Regions from separate parts of the Gossypium hirsutum genome. Here region 2 is linked to region 1. A link is a contact called in public Hi-C data. All regions are on one chromosome and are shown on one strand. The core of a region is the stretch at or near the end of the contact, and the rest is flanking DNA. Distances in the headings are between cores, read along the strand shown.

The links. Hi-C and Micro-C count contacts between places; a contact is called where the count stands out from the background.
Region 2: a Hi-C map of leaf shows a contact between it and region 1, with 1.6 times the contacts expected there. The contact joins two enhancer-like sites. A contact is called at or near these places in 2 of 34 Hi-C or Micro-C datasets (callus and leaf).

Annotation. Positions count from the first base shown.
Region 1 is chrD02:61,646,548-61,649,333 of Gossypium_hirsutum_v2.1, forward strand. No RefSeq gene overlaps it. Among protein-coding and RNA genes, the nearest start is that of LOC121214999, 23 kb to the left of the region's middle. Within about 2 kb of position 1,269, at least 2 of the 9 cell types and tissues checked have an H3K27ac peak or open chromatin away from gene starts, as enhancers often do. A contact at or near this core is called in leaf, where this site is marked.
Region 2 is chrD02:61,734,157-61,736,856 of Gossypium_hirsutum_v2.1, forward strand. No RefSeq gene overlaps it. Among protein-coding and RNA genes, the nearest start is that of LOC121215068, 53 kb to the right of the region's middle. Within about 2 kb of position 1,440, at least 4 of the 9 cell types and tissues checked have an H3K27ac peak or open chromatin away from gene starts, as enhancers often do. A contact at or near this core is called in leaf, where this site is marked.

The DNA.
Region 1 (2,786 bases), core at 19-2,518:
ATAATTCAATCTATTTTTTGGCATTATGACAAATTCTAATATGTATCCATTTTAGCCTTTTGGTCTTAATTTTTTTGAGATTACTTCGTTGATCAACCTTCAAAATTTATTTAAATTGCATTGTTTTGAAAGGAAATTTTTTTTAAACTGTTAAAATTTTAATAGCATCGAAGTGACAACTCAAATGGCAGTCTACATGTACTTATTGTTTACATGGAGAAATCTTTTAATTTTACTTAATTTTTTTGAACTGTTTAATAAATTTTAATAATGTTTTAAATTTTTATGAAATATATGTGAATTGCCACACTAATACTATTAAATTTTCATGATCTAGTAAACTTTTTCATCTAGAAAAATACAATTGAACTAAATTTTGAAGATTGAGAAGCAAAATAATCCAATAAAAAATAAAACAAAAAAAGAATAAAAAATTATCATCATATACTCTACTCTTTTTTCCCCCAAAAATTTTTATCAACCCAACCTAAAAAGCTATTCCAATTAAAACTTTCATAATAAAATTAATATTAATAGTTAAATTTAATTATAAAAAATATGTAAACTATATTAAAAAAAATTAATATGTTTTAAAATTAAAAAAAACTAGCTTATTTCAATCTCTTTAAATTCTATTTAAATGAAATTTTCTTTGAAAGATTACAAGTACAATCAAAGTATAAATACAAGTTTATGTTCAAGCAACCACATAGTGTAGAATCAAATTATTACAATACAAACGAAAAATTAGAAATAATATACAATTAATTAATTACTATAGACTAAGCACTAGAATAATCAAGAATAAAACTGATTAATTGAATAAAATTCATACATAATAATACATGGTGAAGTAAAATTTATACGTAATAATATATGGTGGAACTCAAAGATCTATACATATAATTTACAAGATGAATCTTGAACCTTGATAATCAAAATTCAAAATTTTCACTTTTGCCAACTATACCAAAACCTTATTAGTTTACCCAAATGAGAGATCCAAAATGTTTTCGCTCAGAGTAATTAACACGTCTACGAGGCATGTTGGCAAAAGTCGTAAGCAGGCACAGGCAGAGCTTGGATTTTGCCGTATTGTGTAGTAATTTTATGGCTCAGTTTTGGAAGTTTGTTGGTGGTGAAAGGCCGAAAAGGACCCTACAACTTTTCTGCAGTTAATTTGTGAAAGTGTTGGGGGCTTTGAGAGTGGAGACCTGCCGGCATCATGCCTGCCTCTGTCCTACGCCACTGCCCATCAAATTCGTACTGTAGTTTTCAGTTTTCGCACATAACATGAGATTGGGCCACTCCCTCAAAATTATACGATTCTCTAACGATCCACGGTATTTGCCATCCCACTAAAACCAATTTAACATAAAATAGCCGGTACTATAACGATAGACAAAATTTTTTTATTTTGATGTTGGCATGTATATATACATTTTCTTGTTTTTCGGTACTTTTCAAATATTTTTCATATATACATTTATATCCTAGTTTCAAATTTGTTAATAAATTATATTAGATACATATACAATTAAATTTTAATTACATAAGTATAAATGTGATTATATGTAAATATAAATTTTAAAATTTTTTCTACATTCAATAATTTAATTGTATTTTACTTTTAGATGTTATTATAAAAAGAATAAAAAATCAAGCGAAAATGAAAAAGAAATTAAATTTTTATTTATGTTCTGGACCATTTTACTAAAATGTTCATTTCCTACTTTATTTACGGAAATGAGCCACTTTAAACTTTATTTACCGGAATGAACCAAAAAACCCAAAACATGCCTACGTGGAAGCATTTTAAGAGGAAATCTCAGAAAAGCACGCTGACAGGAACACACTTTACCCCGTGTCAGCAAAAACACACTGACGTGGGTGCACATTTATCTTTTCTCAGATTAAATTTTCAAAAAAGTTCATTTTTTTAAATATTATAAAAATAGACTAATTTTTTTTAGAAATTTACGAGAATAAGCCTTTATAATGACCCAAAGTGGCAACACTATTTTTATTTTATTTTAAGGTATCACCAATTAATATGAAAATAAAACTTATAAAGCAAATCTTTATATAGACTCAAAGTCTCATTTCTCTTATTTTCTTAAGCAATGTGGGATATGAGATATGTGTATATATAGACTCATGAATAGGTTTACAGCTTGTTCCTAAATAATGTAGGATTCCTTCCTCTTTTGACTAACAACATAATATTAAAGGCTATGCTATATTTTATATTTTTTTACTTATAGAGTTTAAATTTTTTTACAAAAAGTTAACATTTGTTACATTATAAATAAAACTTTTAAACTCTATAAGTAAAAAATATATAAAATATAAAATGAGTATGGTAAAATATTTAAAAATAAATATTTAAAAAGGTACTAATAGTTGAGTGATCATTTTGTAAGTTTTTATAATTCGATAGCCAAAAAATCATAGTTAAGTGACTACTAATGTAATTTAATCTAGATATAAAAATATGAAAAATAACTATTAGATTTTATATATTATATATTTCTATAAAAAAATTTATTTAACATAATTATATATTATGTTTAAATAGGTTATCTATCTAGTCAAAATATATCTGAAATAAATTTATCAGCATTCACTAGGTGATGAAAATTAAATTAAAATTAGGATTAAAAAATTAATGAGTATAGTAAAATATTAAAAATAAATAAATATTTAAAAAAGATATATCAATTTTTTAAAATTACAAAAATAATACTATTTAAGTACCAAATACTCACCATTTATTTATTAATCAA
Region 2 (2,700 bases), core at 190-2,689, 88 kb after region 1:
ATAGAAATACAGTAGACATATATCATTTGTTTTCTCCAATATAACCACTATTATATGCAAAACTAAGACATTTTGATCTTTAAACCACATAATATCTTGCAGCGTATAAAATAATAACTAGCACCTTATTTGGAGGGAAGGTGAAGCTTGTAAGATGTAAAGAGTACTTTTTCCCCCTAGAATTAAACATACCTCCGATATTTTATTGAGGAAAGTAATGTTACATCACTATCCAATAATTTTTGTGCTATATTATTGGCCAACACACAGTGAGTCTGGGTGTGCAAGATTATGTATCTTAATTGAAACACATTCTATGTTTGGGGTCCCTAGGCCACTAAATGGAAAATAAACCTCCCCCCATCTTCATTCCTTTTGCTTCTTAAAGCTGGAAAGAAATGAAAAAGTAAAATTATCCCCCAAAATATTTTGTTGTTCACTGAAAGAGACCCATGTTACCATAACCCCCTATCACTAAGGATTTTGTACACAAAATAAATCATAAGGGGTGCATATGACTACTTGATACATGTTTCTGCATTATTTCTGCTTACTCGAGTAATCCTTGTGCTTTAAATGGAGTTGTAATTTGATTTAATAATTACATATATATGCATAGAAAAAGAGAAGTAGGGATCGGGGAAATTTAATTGGGTTAAGTTATACTCCATTTGTTATATTTTTTCGGACTGTGATACGTGATAGCATAGTAAGCTATTTGGAGAATGTCACTTCACTTGTTACTAGCCAATCACCAAGGGACTGATGGTCCCGAAGGCTTGACCCCAGTCAACTTTTTGCCTTACCAGAATGGATCATTCCCGTGAGGCAAACAATCACTTGTTCTCTTGTTCAAAACGTGATTCCTTAGGCCACCAAATCTCACGTTGGTCTAACCACTCTACTTCAGGGATCATATGGAATGACCATATGCGTTTCATCACAAAAATCCTTCTCACACGTCTCTCAATGATGGTCTAATAACAGACCCGCCACATTAATCTCACCTAATACTGAACCTCTCTTATATATACCCTGAAATGATGAAGAAGGGATCAATCCTCAATCTAGCCCTGTTACTACCTCCAAAACAATCCTTTGCTATCTCAACCTTCTTGCTTGTTTCAACCTTCGACTCTTTGTTCAAATTAAATGAACCGGCCTCCACTAAGACCACCCCTCCCTCTTCTGTGTCTCCTCCATTTATTAAACCCATACACCAACACCATTATTTTTTTTAAAATTCATTATTATTTGATTCAAATTTAATCAAGGTATTAGGCATATTAACGGATAAAGGGGTGATTTATTGACTTGGTGCGAACAAGGGGGGGAATCATGGACAATTGGCTCCGCAGATTGGTGTTCATTTGGGTGAGTTGACCAGGTAAGGGCTAGGTGGTGGGGCAATGAATGTGATGAAATGAGTGTGAGTGAGGTGGTGAGGGACTGATTGGGTTTGAGCTGGATCTAGTGGTGGGAACCAATTTCACATGCTTGCACATGATGTCTTAACTTAGTTACCCTCCCAACTTCATCAGCATTTTTTCATTTCTATTCACTATTTTGATGAGTGGCCACTGCCCTATCCCCAGGGTAAGGATTTTGGACACTAATTATTCCACTCAACTCCACTCCCTCCTTAGCTATTTTCTCCACTTATGATTAGCCATATCTTTGTCATTGTCTAGCTAGTGCCTAATAGCGTACAAATCGTTCCATTTATTGGGATACCGTGTCTTCAGGAAATCGATGGAGATATGTTTTGGTTCCAAGTACGTTGATTTTGTGTCAACAACTAATTAGTTATAGAGGAGTTGGAGCGTTTAAATACAACTTTGAGTTTTATAGATTAAAAAGCAGCATTAAGATAGTTTATTTTCCATTAGAGATTTGAGTTTGATTTTGCATTTAATTAAAATTCAATATTATTATTATTAAATATTGAAAAATTTTGAGCTAAAACAAAAATAGCTTTCAACGAATCCAAATCATTACTAGAAATTAGGTGACAACTTCACCTTTTTAAAAATTTCAAACTTAGGTTAATCAATTCAAAAAGTTCATATCATTGTTTACAAAATAATAAATACATAATTTTATATTAATATTAATATATTTTATAATTAAATTTAAATAAAATTATTAAAAAATTAATTTAAATTCGAATCAAGCGTGCATGACATCAGTAAAGTTTTTTTTTTTAGTTATGGTGAGAAATAAAGAAATTATAGTTTTCATCATTTTACCAATTTCACATTTGATATTTCTTTTTTCGAACAATCTTATTATATGTTGTAATTATATTTGCTATTTTTTACACAATACATTGAGAACTATCGTAGTAATGCGAGTCTCAAAGCCTAATTTCAGACCCATGAATGTGCTGGGCTCATATTACATCAAGACCCAACAACAATGTCAAAGGCCAAGCAAATCAAACAAAGATTCAATCAAATATAATATTTGAGGATGAATCTTTTCGAGGAAAGGGGGAATGATACATGCATGGATGGGGTTTGTTTCTTGTGCATGATTTCTTTCTTATGATTTTTAGAAGTAGTTTTCTTCTCGATTTTCTTCAATGAGTCATGGAAATTCATTCTTCACCCTTCAATTTGTCAAGGATTATTTCTTGGGGGATTGATTAGAGTTATTAATTGAGTTTGTTGGGATTTATATCTCAAAGGATTTAACTGG